Linked DNA regions of Mus musculus: region 2 is linked to region 1. Evidence: chromatin contacts called from public HiCAR-type data. All regions are on one chromosome and are shown on one strand. The core of a region is the stretch at or near the end of the contact, and the rest is flanking DNA. Distances in the headings are between cores, read along the strand shown.

Region 1 (6,994 bases), core at 3,289-5,788:
ATCCTTCCCCCAGTCTCTAGAGAGCCTCAGAGCTACAGTGAGCACTGAAACAGTGATCAGGAAAACACTGTAAACAAGGACTGCAAAAGGCCACAGCAGGCCTTCTGGGCTCTAGATTCCAGTCTAGACCTCTTTCTACACATGTCACTGGCTAGGGCTGGCTCCATTTCCTCCCAGTGTGAACAACCGAGGCTAAACCCTCCCTCAGACCTGAAAACTATTGACATTCCTATCAATAAGGAAAGGCCAGGGTGGCTCTATTTACCAGTGTGTTTCTGAATGCCAGTATGGAGACTTAACCGTCCTCTGGTTGAAAAGCTCAGATCCCGGTCTATGGTCTGTGTTCAGCTATTCACTGTGGAGCAGCAATGAATGCCATGACATCCTGGGAAACTTTGCTGAAGCTGGGGCTTTCCTTGTCTTTTCAACTCACTAATCAGGGATCAGAAGTCTGAAATCTCAAGCTCTGTGTCTTTCTAAGGAGGCATGGAGAAGCTTCCAGAAGGAACATCTCAGTCCGTTATACCTGCACCTAAGGCATGCTGGGTGTCTAGGCCACTTCGTCATCAGCTGAGTGGCAGGAACTGGTCTGGGTCTTAAGTTCACACAACTTTTGCATTTGGTTTGAGACCTAGAAGACTGGGTCTGAAGGCTTAGATTGAAAACATTGAACGAGAGTGACCAACTCAACCTATGAGAACTTGTACAACCAACACAAGGAGCTGAAACTCACAGTGAAATTGAAAGGAAGAGATCAACTATAGTATGTGGGTATAATGGCAAATCTTCATGGTTTACATGGCTGGACTTGTAAATCACCAGGAAGTGGGACTCTGGATATGCCTCCAAGAGTGTTTGCAGAGAGGTTTGACTGAGGAGAAAAGATCTATCCTGAGTGTAAACCATATACTATGGTTCTAAACTGAAATTTTAAAAAGGAGGTATTCCTCTTTCTCTCTGCCTCCTAACTACGTATAAAATATGACCAACCAGCTCATACTCATGGCCTGTATGCCTTCTCTGCTATGATAGACTGACTATACCATTTATTTTTCAAAAAGTCTTTACTTAAGTTATTTTTAGCAGTGTGTGTGTGTTTGGGCATGCACTCCTCAGTGCTGGTGTCTGCAGAGGCCAGAGGCGTTGGATACCTGGAGGTGAAGTTATAGGAAGTTGCGAGCCACATGATGTGGATGCTAGAAACTGAACTCAGGTCCTCTGAAAGAGTAGCACATGGTCTTAACCATGGAGATATCTCTCTAGCTCCCTGTATCACTTCTTAAAGCATAAACCCAAGCAAGCATGATGCTTTTTAAGTTATTTTGTCAGCTGCTCCATCACAGCACTAAGAACAGAAAGTCAAACAGTGGTGGGTAGGGTGCTGATCAAGGCCTGGGCATGGAAGTGAAGCTAGGAATTCTGTTAGTGTATCACAGAGCCATCATTCAGCACAAGGATGCACAAGTAAGATGTTGTTGCCATGACGAAATGCTTGAGAAGACACCTTGAAGGAAGAAAGATTACCTTGGATAATGGTCTCATGGCCTTCATTATACACTGGCTGGCTCCTTTGAGTTGAAGTCTATAGTAAGGAAGAAACGTGATACATCGTGCTGGGGGAGGCAGGAAAGCTGCTTCACTCACAGCAGGCAGGAAGCAGGAAGACCAAGAGTCAGGAACAAAGTACACCCTTCAAAGGCAGACACCCATTGACCTCCTTCCTGCAACTGGATGGTACCTTCTAATAGCCATCCAGCTAAAGGTGACTGGCCAGGGCCTAACCTGTGGCTAAAGTTAGCACCCTCTGGATCCAGTCATCTCACAAAAAAAAAAAAAAAAAAAAAACCATGAGATGAGAACTAAGACTTCGGTATGTGAACTTTCAGGACACACTTTCCATCACAGTGGGATAGGAAGAAGACCCTAGGGAGGCATTCTATGCTGTGTACAGGGTCATCGTGCCTGGTATGACCTTGACGAAGGTGGAGAGAACATGATTTGCAGCAACAGAGTCAGCTAAAGTGATATTGATGTCAGAGAAGGTGGGTTTTAATACATAAAAGAAATGAAAGAGATTGTGTGTGTTTTTATTCTCCCCCAAACCCAAAGGAATGAAGACTCTCCTGCTTTTTATAGCTCATTAAATTTCTTCATGTATTTAACAACAACCATAAAATGGCTCAGAGTCAACTGTACCAAGTACTGAGTAACTATAGGCTGAGGTGACTCTTCCAAGCCAAAATGGTGTTTTTTCAATTTACGATAGAACTCTTTCAGATAAGAGATTTTTGTTGTTGTTGTTGTTGTTAAATACCCAGACTCACATTATGCTGTTTTAGAAGGACACAGTTATTCAAATATTTTGACACTTTCAAAATAGGGAAAGATGCTTTGATTTACTTCAGCCATATCAAAAACATTGAAAAACCATTGTTAAACTATTCAGTGTTGAAGAGGTGATAATCTCCGCTCAAATGCTGCATGCATGTCCCTCTGTCCTACTGTACTGGCTGGCTTTCTGTGTCAACTTGACACAAGTTAGAGTCATCAGAGAGGAAGGAGCCTCAGTTGAGGAAATGCCTCCATGAGATCCATCTATAAGGCATTTTCTCAATTAGTGATCCATGGGGGAGGTCCTTGGCCATGGTGGTGCCATCCCTGGGCTGGTGGTCCTGGGTTCTATAAGGAAGCAGGCTGAGCAAGGCATGGGAAGCAAGCCAGTAAGCAGCATCCCTCCATGGCTTCTGTGTCAGCTCCTGCCTCAGTATCCTGCCCTGCTTAAGTTCCTGTCCTGACTTCCTCCAGTGATGGACTATGATCTGGAAGTGTGAGCTGAATAAATCCTTTCCTCCCCAACTTGCTTTTTGGTCCTGGTACTTTGTTGCAGTAATAGAAACCCTGACTAAGACATCTGCTGAGAGATTCTGAAGTGTGTCTGGGAAGCAATCTCCTCTGTATCCCAATTTCAAAGTGCACTGATAAGTGGCTCTGAAGCCCCCCCTTTTTCTTTAAATGTAGCCATCTTCTCTCTGTGTGTTTTCTATTCAGAGCCTCTTGTAACCCTGCTGACAGGCCCATGCTTTAGAGCGCTATCAAATGTTGATTCTCCATCAATTATAGGTTCCTGGTTCTCCATCGATTATAGGTCAAAGCACAGGGACTTCTAATAAAACAGGAGAGTGCTGACTACACTGAGGTGGTCTGTTGACAGACACGCATATTTACTGAGCATCTACCTACTCAGTTATATTAAGTACTTGTTATATTTAAGGCTATGCAATGCAACTTGTAAGCATCAGCCATGACGGGTACCATACAATGTTATCTCTGAAAGTCTGATTAACTAAAATGGATCAAGCATTTTAACTAAGCCTAGTGAAAATACAAAACCCAAGATGACAACTGGGAGTTCTAGTTTCATGTCATTTAGAAAGATCCATAGTAGTCACTGGGTATCTTGCAGAATAAGGACAGAATCCAAGTTGCCACATTAATGGTTCCGACTATTAATCATCTTTCTGGTATTTAATGGAAGATTTCACATGAAACATGTGGATACTTATCATGATAAATGGGCCTTAATTATAACGATACATGGGCCCTGCATTTCCCCAGGACTTCCCTGTATGTTTCTCACATGTACTAAACTATAACAAGAATATACTGAAAGAGTAGTTCTCTCTAAACATTTTTTATTAGGAGTATCAGATGTGTTAAATTTGCATATACATTATAATATAAATTTTACATTGAGGTCTGCCGCCCACCTCCATAAAGTTACACCATTAACTCATCTTCTCTTGATTAAATGACCTGTATGAGTTAGAGGTCAGCACTGACAAAGATATCACAGTCTAATCTACTGGTATTATGACCCCAATTATCCCCAGTTACCGTTTTCAGGAGGCTACCTAACAGGCTAAATGAATTTCTAAAAATGATAGAAGACAGTATTTGCTAAATCTAGCACAAACTCCATTTGCCTTTATTTTCCAGCCATGACCACTACCGGTCCTTCCCACATACGCCCTGGTTCTGCATTAACAAACTTTTACTTTCTCTTTGAGAAAAGGTCAAGGTTCTGAAGGTCCCTTTTTTGACAATAATGATGATGATGATGATGGTAATTCTTATTATCCTGCCATTATGAAACCCATGTTTTTCTCCTACACCAAATAATCAACAAAACCATGCCCTTAGAGCTAGCCTTCACATCAACTTGGCCCAGTTTGGATTGTTCATCATGAAGCTGAACTGTTGATAAACCTAGAACATGATTGTAGGAAAAAGAAAATAAAACCCACATTGTGAACACTTTTTTTTTTTCATTTTACAGTAGTAGGACATCTCATCTCGGTTCCTGCTGGATGGAGTGAGTCTGCAGAGAGCACAAGAGAGGATTATGAGGCTTTACAAACACAAAGGAAGGCCAAGTCCTCCTCTTTACCTCTGTATAAAGAGCCTGCTGTCCACTGCCAGGTGAACCCAGAATCAACCAGCTGGATGTGGTCTGGCCCCCTCTCTACCTTCCAGCCCTGAGCTCCAGGACTTGCGGGACTGAATGGTCTGACCTCCTGCGCTCCCCTGGGGCGGGACTGAATGGACTGGACTGCCTCTGCCTCTTCTATTGGAAATGGCGATTTCTTAGCAGTAGCTTCCCTTGGAAGGCTCTGTCTCCTTTATACTCCTCCTCGGTCTGGATCACTAGATCCTTGAAGAAAGTTCTTTCTTCTCCTAGAAACATCCAGCCACAAGCAAATTTTCTTTTTTGCTATCACTGAGCTTCACATCTTAGTGTTTGATTTTGACATTTACTATATGCCGGGACTATGTGAGATATCACACATTATGGAATGTGATCTGACTTTATGATTATACAAACCTATGTAACTAACTTTATTATCCCTGTTTGAAAGAGAGAATATCTGAGTTCCAATATAAATAGTGTAACTTACTTACATCTAAGAGTTCAGCTTCCAAAAACTGTATTGCTACTTTGAATTATACAGCATCGTCATTGGCAAAATGTTTCCATAACATCCAATGGCCTTTATTATCTATACAGCATCTGCTGGCCTTTACTTCTTATCAGATAGCCTGCTACCTAGGACATGGTACCTTGAATAGGATATATTACCTATTGTGCAATTAAGACTGTCATATGGGTATTAGTCATTATTATTACTGGTTAAAATAGTAATAGTAGGAGTATATGTGTTTGAGGGTTTATTATCTACCTCATACATTAAAATGAAAGATTCTCAAAGACAGATACCACTTTATAACTCTTTTATTCTCTTGTAAGAATAATGTCCCATACATAGTAAGAGCTTAACAATTCACTGATGAATGAATGATAAATATAAATGACAAGAATGACTGTTGAGTTACATTGTTTGATTGTTGAGTTATATATCCTTCCCCACACAGGGAACTTACAATGCTTGCTGATCCATGTCTTCCTTTACAGTCCCCTTTTCCAGGAATTAGGGACTTGAAGTTGTGAGTGTGGGAACATAATCTCTGGCATACCTGGTCCAACACTCCCACATGCCCACCTTCATGCTGGTGGTGGCTTTCTTCTCTGACATGGTCCCACAGGCATCACAAGTGACCCAGTCATTCTGCGTTCATTGCCTTTGGCTGCTCTCTAATCCCTGTCTTCTTCACGCCTTGAGCCTGTCCTTCATCTCATAGCCACTGGCTACCTCTGGGTAGGCAATACCTGATTACACATTCACACTAACATGCTATTTAAAATGTTCAAAAACCCATCTCTAAAATTCTATGACCCCCTCATCTAAGTGACTACATTTATTTTCCAACTTTCTATGCGTATGATGGTGTTCAAGTATTAAAAAGTACAAATATCCACGCTTCTGTTGATAAAACCCTAAATCTTGGTATCTTCTGTGGTAGAACTTAGGAACCAAATCCCATCTCCTTAGAAAAAGAGTTGGTATTGGGAAAGCCTTGGGGAATCCTTGTGCTCTCCCAATAATTTGGCACTCTCTGCCCCATCCAACCGGCTAGGTGCTGTAGAAGCAGGGGCTTCATCGACAGTGGGGTAAGTGGAGGGTTTACCCCTCCTATCACCTATGAAAAGTGTCAATCTTCCTTAAAGAAAACACCAGTGACTAAAGTAAGGAAAAGCAAGCAAAGTAGAGATAGAAAGCGCTAGAAATCGGGGTGAGGGGAGAGAAATATCAGTGAGATGGAAAGGAAAAGCCGGAGAGCTACCAAAGCAGAGAAGAAAATGGAAAACCAGAGAGGCTGATCAGACAGCAGTGAAGGGCCAAAGACTCTACCAGCCAACCTGTGATAACCAAGCAGGAAAGGGAACCTGAGCTACTGAGAAAACAGACTTGGGAAGACGCGAAGGAGGCACCATAAATTACTCCTGTGAGAAAGAATGGGTGATCCAAATAAAATATAATTTATGTTCTTCTAGTTAAAATTACTTATGATATTTTTAAGTTAACCATATTATCGAAACAGTACTATTACACAAAGCCAACTATTCTATATGTGTCTAGTAGAGACATACCTTAGTAAGGATGTGGATGCAGTACGTTGGTTAATCTGCTGTCTTCTAGAACACAGGACTAAGGAGACAGTGCTGGGATCTCCCCAGTGCTGCCTCGTTATGCCGTGCACTGCCTTTGGCAATATGAGGACTCAGTCATAAGCTAATTTCCACTATAAAATAAGGAGTGATTTAAGTCCCGATAAGGACAGCTATGATCTTGCTCCTAGGCATATAATCTTTATGTTCAAATAAACTGATCTTCATTTTCCTCTCAGAGAAGCTGAGACCCTTCCCACTTTAGGCAGGTGATTTTGTTCTGTCAGACTAGAGCCCCCCCCCCCCCCCAGTCTCAGTCTTGCTTCAATATCACTTTCCACACTGGCTAGATGACGTGCTAATGGACTGGGTGGTGGCAGGAGGTCTGAATCTTTGACAGGTAACTACTACCCGGTGTCCCCTGCCGTG
Region 2 (6,994 bases), core at 3,329-5,828, 400 kb before region 1:
CAGCAGCTGCAACTGTGGATGAGACATACCCATGGTGATGGAGGAAGGCCCTTTCGTGAGACACAAAGGCCTTCACGATATACTATGCTAAAGATGTGTAGACACAAGGGAAGACCAGAGGACTTGGAAAAGTGATAGGGAATGCTTCCTAAAGGAAGAAGCTGCCAGTTAGAGAACACGCCCAGTCAATAACTCCTTATAGGGCAGTTTTACCAAGTTTGGACTTCTTGGTCTAATCTGGGGGGGACACTTATTTTTCCCACCAGGGTGGCTCAAGTTCTAAGTAATATATGAGCTTCCTGTTCAGGACTGGCTACCCTATTGCCGGGGACAGACAAGGCAGCATAGGTAATGAGCCACAGGCATTGAAGCAAAGAGCTAACCAAGGTCTTCATCCAGACCCCTCCATTCTTGCTCTCTAACCCTAAATGTTTTTGTGTTCATTTCTCATCTGTATAACGGGGACTAGCACAGTGTCTAACTTAAGAAAAGAGTGCTCTGTCCACTTCCCACTGCCACACAGCCATGTCTGTGACTGCGAGGGCTGCTACAAATTCAGGCCAGGCGTGTCCTCTTGTGCATGCAGGATAGGCCCCTGCTGGACCCACTCTGGGCAAGTGGGCTATAAACAACAGTCTGGAAGAACAAGTGCATGCCAACAATCTCCTTACACAAAGACCATGTGTATGTAATATCTTTAATTTTTATGATATTTACTTATTTTGTGTGACTATGCACACATAAGTGGACACAAGCATGTCACAGCATACACATGCCAGTCAGGAGACAAATGGCAGGGTCCACCACATGGGTTCAGGAGACAGGCAGGTTGTCAGGCTTGGCGACAAGTGCCGTTAACCACTGAGTAACCCTGTCAACCTCGCAATGATGAACTATTTGATAAAGAACCTACTGCAGACTCAAATGAAGGTGAAGGCATATCCATTCCTTTTTCTTCATAAAAAGGATAACACACACCAAGAAACATTTTTAAGCTAACCCATCATGAACTTAAACAATGATTGGTAGCTGTAACATATAAACATACTTTACCTCATAAGTTAGTTTGAACTTTGCAGTAGCACTGTTTCAAAGAACATACTGGACAGATAAGTGAGTGAGAAACACTTCTGATCACAAAGTGAATAATTCTCACAATAGGCTCTCTAAAATAGATTTTCACAAATGAGAAAATATGTCTACCCTAAGACACTATTTATCTCTACCCCGCCTGATCTACCCTTCCCTAGTTTGTCACAGTAAACAAGAAAAAGGTCCTTGTGACGGGTAGAGAACACATGGGCCTGGAACTCTCTTAGATGTCTGAACAGGTGAAGCCACAGCACATGAGGGATGGAGTCACTGGCTTCCTCAAACTCCACTTTACTGCCTTCACTATGAATATTCTCTTTTTGTTTTGTTTTGTTTTTTCGAGACAGGGTTTCTCTGTATAGCCCTGGCTGTCCTGGAACTTACTTTGTAGACCAGGCTGGCCTCGAACTCAGAAATCCACCTGCCTGCTCCTCCAGAGTGCTGAGATTAAAGGCATGTGCCACCACGTCCGGCTCATTATGAATATTCTTATGTTGCTTTAAGGAATGCAAAGAAAAGTCTCTGCAAAGAACACTCACAAGATGGCATCTAAATAAATACAAAAATAAGAAAAAACTGTCTGATTAAGGATGAGCACAGCAGGTTCTTTGGTGAACTTAAGTAACCCTGATTCTGACAGCATTGGTCTAGACTTGGAGGGGGCAATCCTTGACTGACAGGCCTGCCTGTCAACTAGAAATGAGGGAATGGGGAGATTGGTGTTGGAAGCACAGGCAGGCTAAGGAGACTCAACATAAAGTCAAAAGGACCATGTTCTCCAAGTGGCCAACACCACAGGAAGTGCCTGTACGTGACATAAAGCTGAGACTCCCCAGCAAGAGCCAATGTTGGAAGTCTATGCAGAGGATCACAGCAGCTAACTCACCCATGGGACTGGACAGCAGCTTGCCCTGCAGTAGTGTGGTTCCAAGCTGTGGTTCACAAAATGAGTTTAGTGAGCTAAGTTAGCTTGATCCTTCCCAGCATGCAAGGGAGGGAAGGAAGGAAATGAGAGGGAAAGGAAGATGGAATAAAGGGGCAAGGGAGCTAGCTACACAGAAAGGCGATATTTTGGGAAACTCAGCTTCTACAAGTGGGAAATATTTAAAAATAAAAATCACTAAATTCTAAATATAGTATACAAGTTCAATATCTTGGCACTTGATTCAACCCAGCTCAGGGAACCCTCCTGATATACTAAGGCCATTGGTTTGCATCCAAGCGTTCTTGACCATGAGTACTCTTGGAAATCTCACTACATTTTATGACAGGGTGTTCTCATTAGGTACTTAAAGATACAACTTGGTATCTTCGGAAAGCAAGTAAGTTTAAAAGACTGTAGCAAAGATCAAGCAGGACTCCACAGTTTCTGTGGTCATAATAAGCAGCCAATGCCAAACCCCTTCGTGTGAAAGATGCAGCTAGAATAAAATGCCTGTTTAGGAGGCCTACAAATTCACACAGCAATGAGCCAAAGCATAAACATCTACAGTTAAGGATCAAGGCCACTGAGCTAGCTAGGGGTAGGGCCAAAAGAGAAAGAGCTGACTGCTGAAGTTAAACTTCTTCATATTTCCATAAACCCAGGAAGTCGGCAAAATACTGAGAAAAAGTCCATTTTCCAAAGTAACAACTTCATAACTATATGCAAATGCAGGAACCAAAAACTTTTCAAAATGTGCATACCCAGAATCTGAACATAAAGGTAAAGATAATCAAACTATCATAAGACACAATAAGGGCTGGAGAGATGGCTCAGCAGTTAAAAACGCTGACTATTCTTCCAGAAGTCCTGAGTTCAATTCCCAGGAACCACATGGTGGCTCACTACCATCTGTAACGGAATCCAATGCCCTCTTCTGATATGTCTGAAGACAGCTACAGTATACTCATATACATAAAATAAATAAATATATCTTTAAACAAACAACATAATAAATTGATCATTACTTATAAGACTGTTAAAAGAATATGTTATTTAGACAAGCATTTCCCCAAATCAGCAAGGGATCCAAGATTCCACTTAGACAAGGAGCCTGGTGTTTGAAATGGTCACTAACCACAGTGAACATGATTCATGAAGACACTGTGATGTAAAAGAGGATTAGACTAGGAGCAAATGTTTATGCTGAGAGAGAAAAGGCACCTGTGGGCTTCAGCTTATTCATAGGGCAGTGCCAGGATGCCTTCCTAGGTGCTGAGTCTGAGGAAAACACCATGTGTGTTTATTCAATCTTTCTGGTTCCAAATTCTAAAAACAATATTCCAAGGAGTAATTTGGTTCCTATGACCTTTTGTTCTCTGAAGATATTATCTTGGATAGCTGATATAAATATTCCAGGTTACACACACATATTACTAACATGCTAACTAATAAACTGCAGTTATCCAACTTATTAAATGTAGTTGAACATCTACCATCCTGTAAGTTTATTTAAAACACTAATCATCTTAATATTTACCCACTGTCTATTGCTTATTAAACTGAAGCACTTATAAAGGCACCACACAAAGGAAGACACATCAAGCACTCAGTACATGCTTTCAACGAAGAGAGTAACTAGATGCGCACATTTAGAAGAATGAAGCCATTTCTGCTTGGTTTTGACCCCAGGACAAGGGCTAAGATGCATTTTATATACCAAAGCAAACTTGGCCTCCAGGTCTTCCCAACATCCCTAGATCCCTTCCTGCCATACCCTGTCCCCAACCCTGAACATTTCAGCCCAGGGGCTGGGTTGCCCTTCTCCCATTGGCTCTTAAGTATAAGAGGTGTACATTTTGGTCCCCCTCTCCTCCCTCTCTTTCTCCTTCTCTTCTCACTCTCTGCTTTCTCTCTCTTCCCCCCTCCTTTCTCTCCCTTCCCTTAGCAACTTCCTTGACCTCTTTCCCTGGGGCCAGTGAACTCCACTGTCTCAGAGCAGCATCCCAATGAGCCTCCCTTTACCTGGCTTGAACTGGCTCACTTCACTGGAGAAATAACTAATCAATTCCAGAAGTAATAGAGCTGGGCGTGCAATGCAGCCCAGTACTCTCGGCACTGAGAGTACTGAGACACTGGGACCATGAGTTCAATGCCAGCTGAACTACAGAATGAATCCCAAGCCAGTAGAAACGACACAGCGAGACCTGGTCTGGAAAGCAAGAAACTCTGGAAGAGGAGGAGGGAGGGCATCCTCCAGCCAGGCTCTGACTGGAGAACAATACTGGTTCTTTCTTAACTGATCCCTCACACTTTGCATGCATTGCAATGTGCAGACCAGTCAGGCCCAAGTGAGCCATCTGTGAAATGCTTATGTAATTACTATTGTTCCCTGAATGGCTTAGGCAAGGGTCAGAGAGGTCTGGAACTTAGGGGAACCTGCAGATAGTGAAGGTAAAGAAAGGAGTGCAAAGCATGCTTGATTCCAAGGCAAGGGCAACCCAGTGCTCAAAACCCATTAATTACCACACCTTACGCTGGGCCTGCTCACTCTCCACCCAAGAGCAGAGCAGCCGGAGTAGAGCTCTACACAAAGGTGCAGGTCACATGCTTGAGCTCTGGAGAGCAGGATTGACTCCGAAGCAGGAATCTGGCCTGGCTGATGTTCTTTTCAAGTTCAGGCCTCGGGAATCCACTCCCCTTGAGGTGGGAAAAGGGCTAAACATGAAAAAGTGAAGTAACAACACCAAAGAGCAAATTCAGAGAACAGTGTCAAGGAACCAGAAGTAAGATGTAAGGGGATGGCCATGGTATCAAAGGCTGAAGCCACGTAGGACCGAACTGATTCTTGGCGGCCGGACACCATTTTGTCCACTGGATTCTTCTGCCTGCTCGGGAGAATGGAAGATAGACTGAAAGGCATTGGACTTAAGTGAGAAAAGCCTGAGGTAGATTAAAAACCTTGAGAACGTATATTTAACCACATTTACAACGGCTTACATTGGAACCAGTCAGCTCTTTCTGGTGCTCCTAAGAATCCAATCAGGGCCTGAAGGTGTGCTAAAGCTAAAGCTAAAGGCGAGGAGGGCAGAGACGAGGCAGAAAGCCGTGTGCTGCTACCACTGCTGTCCTGTCATCCAAGGGAAATTAGTGCCCCACTAAAATGAGTGCAAGAGGCAGCTTGCACACAGCTGAGGGCTTGCACACAGCTGCAGGCGTACACAGTTGGCAGCTTGTAAGAAGGTGCAACACTTATCTCATTTCTTCCCACATGCCACTAGCCCACTACCCACTGAACCAAGCATAGGCTGCCCCACTGACAGGAGGAGAAAGTAAGGGATGGATGGTACTCTGCTTGCTAAGGGCAGTGACTGACGGACAGGCTTCCCTCCCTGAGTGGATCAGATTTGCTCTGACTGCCTTTATAAATGTTTCAAAGAACGTCATCTTCATAGAGCGCTGCATTAGCAAAGGTGGCTCCCCACTGATAATGCAAAATAACCCTGATAAGCCAGGGACTGAACTCTCCCTCTCCACCTGGACTGCCATGATCTTGACCTTTCACCTCTAGCAAAAAGCTCCGAGCTACACGTACAAAGCTGGTAATGAGGGCTTCATTTGCTTTCCAAGCAGTGAGAAAACCTTTTTTAAATACACTCAGGTAGTCATGACCTTCACCTGTGACTTAAAAAGAGTTCACCAGACATAATAAAGATCTTTGCTCAGGGGACACCTCTTAAATCTCCTTTACAAAGATCTGGACACCAGCCCCATTGACGAAACTATACACACACTTCTATACTCCAAATCAAAATGTTTCTTTAAAGTGTATTTGGAATTCATGTGTCTATTATCAAAGGAGTCTAAAATCCTTCTACCTCATAAACACTATATAATTAAAAACCTCAATTATGTTTCTATTTGAAAACAAGCATGCTAACGTAATCCTTTATTAGGCAAGACAACAACCTAATGCCTCCAAATAGAAACACAATCCAGTTTCCCAAGCAGAACTCAATCTACTTGTGTGTATTTGGGACTTTTCTACATTAAGATAAGAAAACAATAATTTAGTAAAAAGAGTCCCTCTAAAATGATTTCACTCTTCTACTTTTGCGTAGTTTCTAACAGAAGCCAGAGGTCTGAGTCTTCTCAGAGGCTAGCAGACTGAAGGGCAGACAGAACACAAGCCCTGCACACAAGCAAACAGGATGCTGCCTTAGCAGTGAACAGAGAAATGAAGCCCAGCTTCCTCTCGCTTTTGGAGAAACGAGGTCTAGCCTCCTCTCCCGTTTTCTGGCTAGTGGGTCATAAAACCAGATTACTCACTGACTCTCCCTTCTTTCCCAAAATCCTCATGTGACAGGTCATCCTACTCCATGCTTGGGGACAAAGAGGCAAAGAAGACCTTACAAGGACACCAGAGCAAGTATGACCAGCAGACCGTCTTATGCCCCCAGTGCACTGGTCATAACCATGCCATCCACTTGGGTCCTCTACTGCTACAAACTTCAGGCTCTGCATACAGAAGCATGCAGCCTCCTGAGCCTTTTTGGTCCCATTTCGGAAGCTTCTCCCATGCCAGGTAAAACTTCAGTTAAACAAGTCTGCTCTGTCTTTTTAATTAATCTATCTTCTGTTACAGACTTGGAAGAAGATGGCTTCCTCTGTGACAAAAGTTTATCTATTTTCCTTATTCCTTATGGTAAAAATGGTAAAAATGAGAAAAGTCTTAGGTGAAATGGCCACGTAGCTAGCCTTACACACTACATCCTATTTCTGAAGGTGGACATAGGCACAGAGGTGCCGTTACACCTTGAAATGCATGCACAGGTTTATATACCACTTGCAGACAAAACAGAATTCATACTGTGAAAGACAAAGAGAATAGCTAGGCCCATCCGCAGATACTGGAAACCAAAAGGCGGATAGACTAAGGCCAAAAAAAATTTAAGCTCACTACTGTAATAACCCAGGCAG

What was found. HiCAR-type assays count read pairs that join an accessible place to other places.
Region 2: a HiCAR-type map of embryonic stem cells shows a contact between it and region 1, with 3 times the contacts expected there. The contact joins two enhancer-like sites. A contact is called at or near these places in 1 of 115 datasets of contacts at active chromatin or transcription factors (embryonic stem cells) and 1 of 9 other capture datasets (embryonic stem cells).

Annotation. Positions count from the first base shown.
Region 1 is chr8:78,132,090-78,139,083 of GRCm38.p6, reverse strand. No RefSeq gene overlaps it. Among named protein-coding and RNA genes, the nearest start is that of Gm6360, 63 kb to the right of the region's middle. Within about 2 kb of position 4,538, at least 4 of the 459 cell types and tissues checked have an H3K27ac peak or open chromatin away from gene starts, as enhancers often do. A contact at or near this core is called in embryonic stem cells, where this site is marked.
Region 2 is chr8:78,535,460-78,542,453 of GRCm38.p6, reverse strand. All of the region lies in intron 4 of Slc10a7 (solute carrier family 10 (sodium/bile acid cotransporter family), member 7), which reads right to left. Among named protein-coding and RNA genes, the nearest start is that of Slc10a7, 30 kb to the right of the region's middle. Within about 2 kb of position 4,578, at least 8 of the 459 cell types and tissues checked have an H3K27ac peak or open chromatin away from gene starts, as enhancers often do. A contact at or near this core is called in embryonic stem cells, where this site is marked.